2 separate regions of the Rattus norvegicus genome follow, and region 1 is linked to region 2. The links are chromatin contacts, called in public Hi-C maps. All regions are on one chromosome and are shown on one strand. Each heading gives the region's core, a stretch centred on a gene start, on an enhancer-like site or on the middle of the called end of the contact. The rest is flanking DNA. Distances are from core to core; before and after follow the strand shown.

Region 1 (7,419 bases), core at 230-2,729, 1.1 Mb after region 2:
CAACATGTTTACCTGTCTTATACAAATGCAATGGTTTCTGGTAACTATCCCAATGGCAACTAGCTTACTACCATTCTTGACTGAGCATAGCCTGCCCACCACTGAGATTGGGTGACAGATCTAAGAGCTTGATTTGGATCAAGGGCAAAGTCAGGCAAAAGCAAAGCTACTGACTGGCAATATTTCTGCCTCATTCAAGATGGCTTTATTGTGACAGTAAAGGGGGAAATACTATTTTTACGATCTGGATGATTATCTGTTCGCTAGTGCACTGTGAATGAGGAAGCTGTGAGTTTCGGGCTCAAAGCGATAGATAGGGCATAATACCAGTTGCGACTTAGTCTTCCTCCATCTTCTGTGTGGGCAGCATGGCAGTGTTCACCAGGCGAATCCCTCTGCCTCATCGGCTCAGCTATACCTCCACCCTCCACAGATCTATCACAAGTTGTCTGTTTGACTTAACGTAGGAGAAACTTAGATCCACTGGACTCTCTAACAGCCTATGTATCCTTTGATTATGAGGTTGTTTGGCTTGTCTCCTGGGTTCCTGGCAGCACTTCTCTCTGGCCCCCAGAAATGCATGCTGGAAGAAGCATGGAGACCAGCCTCCTAATCAAAGAGCAGCTAATCACAAATGAAATTGACAATTCCACCTGAGACAAGCACTTTTGGATCCCGTTGGTCACCATGCTAGAAAGTCCACAAAGAGAGACACTCCCTGTGGTAAGGAGAGGTGCTAGAGACCTTCAATGTACCAACCCCAGATGTGTTCTTCTTCCCAGCCCAAGCTCTGGACATTACAAATGGAAAAGTCCCCAAGAGAAGCCTAGTTCTAGACACTCATCAGCAAAACACCAAAACCTCCTGGCTAACTGTGCCAATTCACAAAGCAGTGTAAGTTGATAAATTCTTGCTTTTAAACCCGAGTCATTCTCTATGCTGTTGGCCTCTATGCTGTTGGCTATAAGAAAGTGACTTCCAGGATCACTCAGGAATTTTTTTTTTTTTAGCTGCTGGACTAAAATCAATTCATCCACTCACTGCAGAATTAGCCAGATGACTTCTGAGCCTTGGGAAGCATAGGAGGTTAAGGTATTATGCAAGCCTTCTGTCAGCCTAGCTCTCTCCTCCTTCAGTTGGCATCCAGGGGCAGCTCCTTCCCACCAGGATCATGCAGCGCAAACACACTGTTCTCCAGGAGCAGGCTTCAGGGCACTCTGGCTTTTCCTGGAATCTGACTGTGCGCAGGTGGCTCTGGCTTCTTTGAAAGGTGGCACCGAGCCTACCTACCGCCTGCTGTGATTTTCTTGCCTCCTCTCATAACTTGGTAGTCTGTTTGGGGTTGAGCACAGACAGCACTGCAGAGGGAGTCGTTCCCACCTGCCTACTCTGTTGCTTGCAAGGAAAGTGTGTGTACTGGGTGCGGGCTGGTGGTGTGGTCTAGCTTCTTTCCTGAGTTAACCATGCGCTATTAAGATCCTGAACTGTCATCTGCTTCCTGTGCTGTTTCTACTGCAGCTCTCTAAGGCTGCACTCCAGGGGATGGGAACACAGAATCCTGTTGAAAGGCTCCCCCTAGCGTACTGCAGCAAAGCACAGCGGCACTGTGCTCAAGGCCTAATGAACACATTCATTCAGAGACACATCCATAGATACATATAATATATCTTCTTTTGGTACTCACACGGTGCGTGAGCTAAGCCAATAATTATGTGTTAAGTTTTTAAGATGTCATTTTTTTCATTGTTTTTCTTTCATGAGCTCTATGGCCAGTTAAAAATGATCACTACTAAGTTTCTATTTGCTTTCTGAGTTTGTTTTACTCAAGATATTCTCCTATAGTACAGAAAAGAAGAAGTGGGGAGGGAGTAGAGAGTGGGGAAGGAGAGGAGGAAGGTGATAAGGAGAGGTAGAGGAGAGGAGAAGGGGGAAAGGAAACAGGAGAAACGTTTGGGAGTAGGGAAAGCTTCCCAGATGGTAAACCTAGGTTATTATCTTGCTTATAGACTAAAAAAATTCGGTTGCAGCTAATTAGGCAGTATACAGTCGTGAAGCTGACAGAGATGTGCATCGAGTACATTTTGCTAAGTCATCAAGGACAACAATTCACTAAGCAGTTTATAAGCACTTTATAAAGGGATACTATCCTTTTAGGATGCTTAAAGCTCTGTAAAGCCCTAGGGCAGAAGAAAACCATTTCAAAAGCTTGGTTGACTTTGCTTAGCCCCTCTCCCTGATTTTGTTTATATAAGAAAGTATCAGAGCTCCTGGAGCGACGTGTGGAAATCCTCTGAGGGACGAAGTGACTAGATGCCTGGTGAGTTTTCTCTGTCTCCGTGTCATGTCAGAAGCCCACAGTGGAGTACCAACATGCTTGCCCGTGGAAAGCCAGGGTCCTCCGGAACACTTTATAGGAAGAGCACCTTCCTAATACTCTCCTTAGAGATCCACTAGTTTCTAAGGGGCCTACGTATCCTGGGGACATGGGACGTACCTTGTGGCCTAACTGGTAACCCTGGAGTGTCACAATGGACACTTAGCCCTGAATAATCACTGTACCAACCCTGACTAGGTGATACCGGATGCCACCATGATCAAGTGAGGGCATTCCCTCCTCAGAAGAACTCTCTCTTAGTCCCAAGAGCAATGATATGATGCTGGTTGGTTTTTGCCAACATAACAGAAACTGGAACCATCTGGGAAGAGGGAACCTCAGTCAAGGAATTATCGCCATCTATTTGCCACACGGGCGTCTATGTGGACATTTTCTTTATTAAAGATGGCTGCGGAGGTCCAGCTCACTGCAGGCAGTGACACCCCTAGACAGCTAAAAGAAAGCAAGTGGAGCAAGCCACAGAGAGCAAGCCAGTAAGCAGGTTTCCCTGTGGTCTCTGCTTCAGTTCCTGCCTCCACGTTCCTGCCCCAAGCTCCTACTCTGGGTTCCACGGATGATGGCCCTGGAAGTGTAAGCTAAAATAGACTATTTCTTCCTCAAGTTGCTTTTGGTTTTAATATATATCACAGCGATAGAAAGCAAATCAAGACAAATAAATCCTGGCTTTCCTATTATGTACTTGCTGGTCCTGAAAGTGCTTCTTCTGCAGGGCCACTCTAACATCTTCATCCATCATGACTTTATTCAGAATCTGCTCTATGCCCAGCGAGGTGCCAAGAACAGACACTGTGGGGATAAATAAAGGAAGCAGAGGGATGACCTGATAAAGAATTTGAAGCTAACCAGGGAGATAAACGTACATGGGAAAATTAGAAGCTAGCTACAAGGACATCCGTAACCACACACCTTCCCTTCTCAGCATTGTTCGCTCACCCAGCCACATAGGTCACTTGCCACACGGCAAGTGTGTGTTTTGGCACATGTGCTAGCCATTTTCATAGACTGGGAGATCTTCCTAGACCTCACCAATGCTCTCTATGACCCTGCCTTTTGCTTCAGTCAGATCTCTCCGACTAAGGTGCCACCTCAGAGGTGGTCCGTGTCTTCAAACAGACCCTTCTCTTACTCCATGTCCTTGCCTTACTTGATTTCACTTTCATGTACCTCGTGACCATGTGTGCAACTCTCCACTTTATTTTATTGTGCTTTGACCAAACTTGCTGGACCAAAAACCTAATGGGGACAGGGATCATGCACACTTCACTTGCTGCAGTTTGGAATGGTACCCTCTGCAATGCAATTGCTATTTCCTGGAAATAGCAATTTCCAAGGAAACAGGGTCTGCAACTCATGGCACTTTATATATGCTAAATAGGATGGTGATAAAAAAACAATGGAATTTTCTACCTGCACATTTGAATTGCTGTTAGTTGCAGAGTCTCGTGTGTGGGTCTGAATTTACAAGTATCGTTTGCAGTGTGTGTTTGTGGGTATATCTGTATGGAGTGTTTGTGTTGCTGTCTGTGAATCAGCTCATCGTGGTACAGAGAAAGAACTCAGCCCTTATAGCCAGGTGACTCTCAATGCTCGGCCATTTGCTAATTATGATGACAATAAGTGTTTCTATCTTCTCTGAGTCTGGGTTTCATCATTTGTAATTTGGGAATAAGTGTACTTCATAGGTTTGTCATGAATCAGACGGTCTGGCTAAAACCCCTTACTAACAAAAGCTATTGTAAAGAAAAACTGATTTAGTAAGCATGTCCACCCCTCCCTTCTGCCTCTCCATTTTCATCTTCCTCTTGATAAAGGGTCTCACGCTCTATAGCCCAGGTTGCCTCAAACTCAAATCCTCCATCCTCAGTCTTCAAGCTGTAATTACTTGCAACAATTATTTAATTTAAAATTTTTAAATTAATTTAACACAAAAATTTTTAACTTCTTAAATTTAACACTAATTAAAAGTTTTAACTTACATATAATGTTGTTCACTCATTTTGAGTAAAAATACATTTACAAATCTACCCAACTGTGTAGAACTCTTTCCAAATGTTCTAAGTGCCCTATTTACTGTAATTCTTGCCCTCTGAACTCCTGTCATCCACTGACCTCATCATCCTTCCTATAATCTTCCCCAAGGTTTCGTGTTAGTAGATTCCCCACACACAGCTTTTGAGTCTCCCCCTTTAAACTTGGCCTAATAGGTTTGATGTGTGTTGGGCAGATCGACACCTTGCTGTGTTCTTTGACTTTCTTCTTCACTGTGTATCCATTCCCTGGTTAAAGTTCATCTCAGTAGCTTCCAGTTGTGGTGCAGATAAGCTGTCCGGTTCACCTGCAGAATGCTTCCCTGTCTGTGCATGTTTTCATTTATTTGGATGAGTACCTTCCATGAGATAACTGGTCAGAGCTGTGTTCGAGAGATGGTTACAGTGTGCTGCTGAACACTTTCCTCAATTACTAAGCCGGCTCTGAGTTCTACCTAGCATTCTATAGTGTTACATGTTTATATAAACTTTAGCATTCAAAATTACAGTTATGAATAACTTGGATTTGATTTGTATTGCCCTGATGACTGATGAGGCCAACTGTCTTTTCACATGTTTGCTACTGCATTTATATACAGATGCACGTGCACACATGGTGGCAGTAGCTATTTAAGTTTATGACATGTCTTAGAATCCTGTTGTTTCCAGTTTTGTTTAGATGGTGAGCACTTTACATATTCTGGCTACAAGTATTTTGGTATCTGCGTATTCTAAAAAAATTTTGTAGTAGTTCGACTTATCTTTGTTCTTTTGACATTAATTTTGCTGGGAAAATTCTCACTCTCTGACTAAATCCAATTTAAGAATTTTTCATGAATGCATCAGGTCTGGGGGTCATATATAAGGATTCTTTTAGCAGACCATGTGAAGCAATAATTTTCCTCATATGTTTGCTTACAAAACATCTAGCTTTAGACTTTAGCCCTATGATTCATCTTGACTCAAGTTGTTGAGATCCTCCTTTCTCCACTAAATTTCATGGACTATATAGTGTAGTATAGGGAAAACTGACATATTTTATACATCATATACATCATTATATGCATCTATATACATCATATAATCTATGAATATAATATATTTATTTATTAGGCTTTCTTTGACATTTATCATTATCATTATTATTATTATTATTATTATTATTATTATTATTATTTGATGATGATGATGATAATGATGACACAAGGTCTTATCATGTCCAAGCTGGCATCAAACTCATGAGGTAATAGAGAATGGCCTTGAACTGTCCTAATCATCCTGTCTCCATCCCTTCCCATCCTCCTATAAAGTCGTGGAATTACAAACATCTATTACTATAGCCCAACTGAGTCTTTAAACATCAGGACATAGGATTTTTAGCATCTAGAGCCTATGACGATATTTACTTTTAATAGGTTGTTTGGTAGTACTATTAGAAATAACATACTTGTAAAATCTTAATGTCATTTCTCTTTGGGAGTATGTGGAAATAAAACTAATTTTTATTGACATTTCGATCACTTTTAATTTTTTAGAATCTTTTCTTTGGATTTTACAGTATTATCTATGTAATCACATTGTCAGAGAAGAGTTTGAGGCGCTGAAGAAATGGCTCAGCACTTAGAAGCACTTGCTGCTTTTCCAGAGGTCTGGAGCGTGGTTGACAGCTCACAAGTGGCTCACAAATGACCGTGACTCCAGTTCTAGGGAATCCTCTGGCCTCCGCAGGCAGATGCACACAGTTGGCACACAATACACACAGACACACAGGAATATAGAAATAGCTGGGTTTTTTTTAAATAGGGTGTGTGTCTTCTTTTCTGATCTGCTTCTCTTTTCTTTTTCTTGCCTTACCACACTGGCCCGAGCTTTCAGAACAATGCTATAGAAAAAAGAGACGAGTAAATGATCTTGACGTGTTTCCCGTTTTTAAAAATAAAGTGTTCAGTCTTTTCACATTCAATATCAGTTAGTTAACAGTTGTCTATCAGTTAATAAATTTCCTTCTCTGAAGTTTCCTAAATCACAAAGAGATATTTAAAAGTTCAAATATTATAAATAGACTTAATTTTTTCCTCGATGGCCTACTAATATGATACAATACATTAATTGATTAATGTTGAATGAGTTCTGAATTCTTCCTTGAAATAAACTATTTATTCATGGTGAGTTAGCCTCTTAAACTTTTTGCTTCTGTTCTTTTCCTCTCTATTCATGAAAACATTGGCATGAACTACAGTGTGGATCATGAGAATTCTCCAACTAGGCCTAGTTATTAAAGGGTTGGTCCATAGCCTGAGATCCTATTGGGAAACAGTGTAACCTTTAGGAAGTAGGCCTAGTGAAAAGAAGTTAGGTCATTACAGCCATGTTCTTGAACAGGGTTTAGAAATCTCTCTCTCTCTCTTTCTTTCTCTCTCTCTCTCTCTCTCTCTCTCTCTCTCTCTCTCTCTCTCCTCTCCCCTCTAATTGTCACCTGTCATGATGTAAATGGTTTTCTTGTATCACATGCTCTTGCCATAATGTACTATATATACTGTATAGGAATTTCATCTAACAACATGGCTGCTCTGGCAAGGGATCACATCCAAAGACATAGATCTGTGTGATCCAGCTGGAATGCGGAGATGTCATACACCTTTAATCCCTCTGGCTGAAATACAGACATGCCCTTAGTATACACCCTTAAGGTAAAATTAGTTTGTAGAAGGAAGCAGCCAAGCTTGAAAGTGGTGTCTAATTGAGGGGCAAAGTGATGAATCAGAGAGAGATTTAAAAGAATGAATCAGAGATAGGATTGCCCACCTTTCATGAGAACAGCACAGGAAAGAGAAAAACTATCTAAGAGCTATCAGGGAGAGAGAGAGAGGAGAGAGAGAGAGAGAGAGAGAGAGAGAGAGAGAGAGAGAGTCAGTCAGTAGGGAGTAAGGGTAATGAGTGCAGTGCAGTGGAGTTGAGTTCATGAAGTTCAGTGCAAGTCAGCAGAGGCAGTGAAAG
Region 2 (7,157 bases), core at 1,431-3,930:
TAGGAGGAAAAAAATTCTTCCTTTCTTTTTACCTGGGTAAACCTTCTTCCTTTTGGCACATCACTCAAACAAACCCTTGTCCTTGAAATCTTCCCTAACTTTTTCTACTCTCTGACACCATCCAAGAGTGTTCTATGGTTTTCTTGGACTCTGTGATTATATTGTGTTACTTATGATATACACCATCCTTGTCCTTCTTTTACAGTTTATTAGCACATTGTTAGCTTAGGGTAGGAGCCCTCTCATGTCGCCTTTGCCCCTTGCTTGGAGATTAGCACAATGCTCTGCTCAAGAGATTTGTTGAAAGGATAAATAAAAGGGAAGAAATTTGTACTCAGGTAAGACAACTCTAAGAGTTTTTGTTTGTGAGCCTAGACTTTAATGGCTGAGCTGCCTCTCTAGCCCTGGTGAGACATCTTTTAGCTGATAGATGTGAAGGGAATCAAGGTATAGGAATTAAAAAACAAGACAGGGTATTTCTGGAAGTTATCCCAAAAATTTTGTTTCTAAGTGGGACATTTTTATTTTGTGTCATGTATTTGAGGAAGATGTCATATGCAGTGTGAACTAGAATAGGATAATTCTATAATGCAGCATAAGGTAGAGCTGGAATAAATGGGATAGGTGGGAGCTACAGAACACATTTTCATTTAAAATATGAAAATATGAGAAGCCTTCCTGAGTGCTGGATGTGGTAATTGTCTATCATGGGAATGAGATTCCTAAAAAGACACTGAGCTCCCCATCTCAGACAGATGATACAGAGGGGCGACCATCTGTCAGGAGTGTTAGAGGCGGAACTGCTGCATGGAGTCTGTTCCTTCCTTAAGGTCTGACGAGACTCTGTGATTCTATAACCGTGTCATCCAGCCTGTGATGGGTCCTGAGAACCCTGAACAAAAGTGTGTGGCCATGATCATTACTGTTGAGACCTTCACTCTTTAGAAGAAGTATTAAGGACACCAAGGGAAAAAATATCTATAAAGAACAATCCTAATCTCATTGGAAAATCCTCTGTAAATTTTAGATCTTCTGCTTGTCAGAAGTTAGAGTTAGAGCTTAAAAATGAGGACTAGAAGAACAGTTGTGTTGTTGTCTCCCAATGTGAGTTAGGGAGACTTCACGCTATGCATTTTAGTTTGTTTCCTTTGGGTTCCTAAGGAGGAGAGAGGGATGCTGTGTGCGTGCGTGAGTGTGTGTGTGTGTGTGTGTGTGTGTGTGGATGTGTGTGTGTGGATGTGGATGTGTGTATACGTGTGTGTGTGTGTGTGTGTGTGTGTGTGTGTGTGCATTCTCATTCTGTAGAGGTATCGTATCTTCAGGCTTTCCTCATCTGTAGACGTCTGTAAATCTCATTCACTTCTGCTCTCTCTGATGGAAATTTACACAGGGCTTTTGTTATTCCTCTTTAACTACTGATGGTTATGTTGGTCTTGTCACACTGTCCTCTGAAAAAGCAAATTCTCATCTTCCTTGCACAGGACTTTTTATGTTTTTTTCTCTTCCTTTCTTTCTTCTTTCCTTCCTTGGGATTTGACACTAGCCACTAGTAGGATGGTGATTTTATTTCACCTCTTAGGGCTTTTCCCCTCTTCTTCAGTCCCCACCGCCACTACTCAGCCAGCTACCCAGTCTCCTCACCTATTTACCACCAACATCTCTTTCCTGTGCTTCTCCTCAGTCCCCACTTTACCACTCATTACGAGTGGGTGTGAATGATGCACTCAGGGAATAGGTCGTGAGTATGTACTCAGGGCTAGGGACTGCACAGAGTGGGGGAATTGGTGAACAAGGCTTGTCTGACCTGGAGCTCAAGTGGAACCAATCACATGAGGACACAGTTGCAGGTGTGATAAGAGGCATGCAGAGTATCAGAGGAAGTCTTGGGGTCACCTCATGTGGTAAGGGTATTCCAGAAGCCTTCTCTGAGAAATCTATTGGGCTGCTGTTGAAGAGGGGACAGGTTTTAACCAGAGGCAGCAGAAGAATAATCTAGGAATAGGATGGGCTATAGAACACAGAGGATGAAGTGCTGGACAGGCTTTGAATACACATTTTGCCACTTATTAGGGATGTGGACAACAGCAATATAGTTTTGGACAAGAGTTGAGGACTTTCAGACCTCTCCTAGTTGCTTCTGGAAGCGAGTTTTTCTTTCTACCTTTTGGGTCCTATCTAAGAGGCTGGCCCTGAGGCTAGTGGGTTATAATGTCTAATTTGCCGTTGGAACCTCTAGTGGATGATTTCCTTTACTTTGAGTTGAAAATGTCTGCTTCAGCACTGTGGGTTGGGTGGGGATAGGTTCTGGGATGAGCAGCTCTCTTTGGGTCCAGCCGACTGATTATCGTGGAGCATCCATGGCTGTCCAAAGCGCATGGTGTGAAAGACCTTTCCTTATGCAGTGAATGGATGTGAATACTGGTTTATTTTGGAGCCAAAAGACACAGAAGTCTTGATGAAAGGCTCCCAGCATCTGAAAAAGCTCATCCCAGCACCACATCCTCTGGGAACAGCCGCCACTGCTGCCGCCGCCGCCCTATTATTAAGGCACATGGTGGAGGATTTGTGCCTCTGCGGGTTGTGGGGCTTGGCAGACAGCCACTGCTTAATGTGAGAAAGGCCTATGGGAGGACCAGCCCTTTGAAGCAGAGGTGGGTGGCGGCTACTGCGTGTGGCTAGTGTGTGGCCAGGGATACTGCATGCCTTCTGTGTCTTTCCTCTCCCTCACTCCCGGAGCCCTTGGGCACACCCACACTGTTGCCAGAATGGTGAGAGTTGTGCTGTGATACGAGAGGCCAACCTCATGAAGCCCCTGAGAGTGGGGCAGAGGAACAGCACCCTGGAACCATAAAAAAGACAGCACCGTGCCCCATCTTGCCTGCCCTTGACTCAAGCAGGGGTAATGGCAAGTGGTTTCTGCCTTGCCTTGTCCCTCTCTAGCAACAGCTATAGCTCTTTTTTTTCCTCTTTTCATTAGAAATTAGCAGCATAGACCATATGTCTTGTTATATACTTGTCTGTGTGACTCAAAGTAAGTGATTTCATGAGAGGGAAGATATTGTGCCCAAGAGCACACAACTGGGTAAGTTGGTCTATATTCTCTCTCTCTCTCTCTCTCTCTCTCTCTCTCTCTCTCTCTCTCTCTCTCTCTCTCCCTCCCTCCCTCCCTTCTTCCCTCCCCCCTCTCTCCATCCATGTACCTGTCTATTCCTCACTCCAAAGGTGGTTACCATCCTGACCTACAGCCTCATCAGCAAACCTTATAAGTTACTGAACTTCATGTGTATTTATGCTAAGTGCAGACCCAGAAATGGAGTTGGTCAAGCATCAGGCACATAAATGTCTTTACTTTCTTCTTTATTGTGGTAACAGATTGTGCTTCTAATTATGTCACATTAAACAAGACATTTATCTTCCCTTTGTTTCTTTGTGCCCCACTCCAGTTTCCTTTCTTCTTTCTCCTGTTTTATTTGAAACAATTGCAGACCCACATTTAGTTGTATGAAAAAAAAAAAAAAAGAACAGAGAGAAACCAGTGTGTCTTTTACCCCACTTCTCACAAAGGTAGCATTTTCATTTTTTAATATTTATTTATTTATGTTTCAACAACATATAAAATAACATGTTTTCCTATGACATTAAAATTTTATGTGCACATGTGTATGTGTGCATGTGAGTGTGTGTGCCTGTTCATGCATGTGCAGGTGCTTGCTTATGTACCAGGTGTGGTACATTGTGAACAGAGAACAACTTTACTTCCCATTTTCAGGAATGTCAGCCACCTGTCATTGGCATGGAGCCCACTAATTAATTTAGACTAACTGGCCAGCAAGCAAGCCCCAGGGATCCTCCTGCTTCTCCAGCACTGAGATTATAAGAGCTCTCTACCATGCTGATAGTCTTATGTGAGTTCTGGGGGATGGACTCAGGCCCCTGTGTTTGTAAGGAAAAACCTTTACTGACTGAGCCCCTCCTTATGGAATCTTCATATATACTTGCATTGGTCGATCCTGCCCCCTCCCCCATCTCCCTGCCTGTATCCCTCCATTTTCAGGATTTCCTTTCCATGTTCATATCACGTGATATATCATTATATCACCCAAGCCTCTTATCCCTTTCTCATGGTCCCCTTTCTAGATTCATGTTATGTTACTCCACTTCTATTCCCACGAATACACATACATACAACTTAGAAACTTGTGTCCACATGTGCTGCTCTTCCAAGAGCTATAGGAAGAACTACAGGAGCTGCTGGTCTCTCCTCATCCCCTAGAACAAGAAGGCACTTGTTCTCAAACACTTGCCTAGCACCTTCTGGAGTCTAAGAGAAAGCATTCCCTTACATTTTGAACCCAGAACTCTTACCTGTCTCCTGGCCCTTTCACTTTCCCTGTTGTGTCAGAAAAATCTGTGGGGAGATGAGACTATGAGTTGAGTATCTATAGCAAGAATGCAATGATTTGCACCAATGAAATGAAGTCTCTGTAAAATCTCAAGCAGTTTAGGACGTGAGTGCTTCTAGACTGCTGGGTATGAGAAGGTGGGCCAGTGGGAGAGCAGGAAAGCTGTGCAGCCCTCCCCGGAAGGTGGTCCTGCTGGGCAGGACTGCTCCTACCCACCTATCCCCACACACATTTGGGGCTGTGGATCAATTCTCTTTGGCTGTCCATCTGGATACATCGTGATAGCCACCTTAATAGACGGGGCCAGAACTGAACTACACTAGAGGGCAGAGCTGAGACCTAGGTAGAGAAAGCTTCCCACACAGTGGCCAGAGTGTTGTGCTAAGCACATGGGAGTAGTGTGCCCGCCCACTCTGTCTTTCCTTCCTTCTATGATGGAGGATGTTTTTCTCGGGCTAGGCAGGTTGGAGTTAAGGATTTTTTTGTTGTTTGGTTGTCAAGCCAAAATACATAAAGCTCAATGCCTTGGCAAAACGAAATTTGCTTAAATGATAGAGTCTAAGCGTCTCCCACTCGTACAGCACTAACTCTGTCCTCTGGAGGAGTGAGACTCTGAGATTCCAAGCTCCCAGGTTTCTTGGCAGGCTCCAAGGGCAGACCCTTAGATTACAGGGCGTTCGTCGACTGGTCCTACAATTGTTCTACGGTGAGCATGACAGTGATGGATTGAACATGAATTTAAGAGAAAAGTGATTGATTTTCTTCCAGACAGCCATTTTTATGTGGTCCTTTATCATATACCCTCCAAGAAAGTGAGACTTCTGATTTAGAAGCAAATGTTGGAATAAAAATTTACTGCTACCAGGCATGCTTAACTTGTGACCACTAGAGGGGGGTAGTGACCAGGTTTTCCTGTCCCTGGCTGATGAGCGAGACCCTCCTTTAGCAAGCTATGCCAGGCCCTGCCAAGAGCAGCTCAAAGAGACATGGTGCGTTAACTCTGGGGGAGAGACAGCACAGCAAATGCCTACAGTCACTGTCAGCTTCTTCCTGGCACAGCCATACTTCATAGTTGAGTAAGGACAGCTCACTTTCCAAGATGTATTTCTTTCTTTTAAAATACTTGTTTGGCAGTTGCCAAACATTCTAATTACATCCAAACCCTTTTACCCGCTGGTAATCTCTTCCTTTCTTCCTAAACCCTTTATCCCTCCCAACTAGTCCCCAGCGGCTACACCATTCAAAAAGATGAGGCTCCCACCTGTAGCAACCATTTGCCATCCAGAGCTAATGACTTATGCCTAACTATATGACAGTTTTTACAGGGTGAGCATGCCTCCAACTCTGAACCTTCTGAGCACCGATGTGATGCCTCCAGAGGAATATTGCACAAATTCTGCACCTCACTGCATGCGATGGGTTTCAATTTAACCACAAGAGCATTAAGGGGGACGTAACTGTAGCTGTGTACACAAGGTCTATGTAAAGTGGAATTAATTTGTGTTTTAGACTTGGCTTTGGTGTCCAGAAATAATGCCTTATTATTTACACACACACACACACACACACACACACACACACACACATTTCAGAATTAACTGAAAAAATCTGAAATTTCCAGCATTCCTTGTCTCAATAATGTTGGATTAGAGTCTCTAGTCAGGGCATCTTTGACATCATAGCCTAAGAATGGGATAAAAATTAAACGTGCCAGCCTTAACTTCGGGGACCAGTGTCTTGATAGGACATGAGTCTGATATGTGACCTTATGAGGAAGGGGCACCTTTCAGGTTCCAGAATAAGCATGATGGTTGTTAAAAATCACAACTCTGATGGACAGACACATGTAGGACTTTTTTTTAAAATTCATATCCTTGGCTAAAAATAGAAGGCGCTATATAGGGCAAGGAAACTCTCCACAGGGAAGAGGGGACACGAAAAGGTAACGGGAGGGGAAACAGACACCCTGTGTTCCATGTACAGAATGGGGATGAAGAATGAGGCCAGCTAATGGCTGTGTAAGCACATGCACATGAGCAAAGTGCAAAGACATACATGTATGAAAGTTTAATAAAGAAGCCCACTATTTCATATGATCGCACCGATTCATTATAAAAGTTAAAGCAACAGTAAGCTGTGTCACCTTTAAAAGAAGTCTCTGTAGTCATAGAGGCCTATGTGAGTCCACAAAAGTATCAGCTTCCAAAGCAGACCAGGGGATGATGGCCAGTGCTGGGTTTCTCATGCTTTACTAACTTCTGCTATTCAGGCAAAGCCATTTATCTCTCAGGCAATGTTATAATGATTCAAAAATCAATTTGTGTGAGGTGCAGTAGTGCACGCTCTGTATTCCCAGCACACAACAGACAGAGGCAGAGGATTGAGAGCTGTGTAGCAATGTGGGCTACACAGTGAGACCTTGTATCACAAACCTAAAAGTAGACCAGGATTTCCCAGTATCTGTAGTCCTAAGTAGTTTTCTTTTTTAAAAGTTCCCTGTGAGCAGCATAGTCTAATGTGTAAAAGAGTCTGGCAATTACAGCAGGCATTCGCTGTAAATAACTCACTATCGAGATGGTTTGGTAGGGCTTTTGTTAACTTAGCTGCTACACTCTCACTATTCCAAAAGCAGGAATAGGGCAGTTTTCAGGGAAGGAAGGCCTCTGAGGGCAGGAAGATAACCTCATAAACTTGTTTCCTTGGAAGCAATGGAAGGGTCATTGCAGCCTGGCACACAGGGGTTCATTCTGTGCC

Evidence for each region. A called contact is a pair of places that touch in the nucleus more often than the background predicts.
Region 1: a contact with region 2 is called in a Hi-C map of kidney, with 5 times the contacts expected there. The contact joins two enhancer-like sites. A contact is called at or near these places in 4 of 12 Hi-C or Micro-C datasets (frontal cortex, hepatocytes, kidney and 1 more).

What each region holds. Positions count from the first base shown.
Region 1 is chr8:31,309,457-31,316,875 of GRCr8, forward strand. No RefSeq gene overlaps it. Among named protein-coding and RNA genes, the nearest start is that of Dpy19l1, 16 kb to the left of the region's middle. Within about 2 kb of position 1,480, at least 17 of the 93 cell types and tissues checked have an H3K27ac peak or open chromatin away from gene starts, as enhancers often do.
Region 2 is chr8:30,227,116-30,234,272 of GRCr8, forward strand. All of the region lies in intron 13 of Bmper (BMP-binding endothelial regulator), which reads left to right. Among named protein-coding and RNA genes, the nearest start is that of Bmper, 220 kb to the left of the region's middle. Within about 2 kb of position 2,681, at least 6 of the 93 cell types and tissues checked have an H3K27ac peak or open chromatin away from gene starts, as enhancers often do.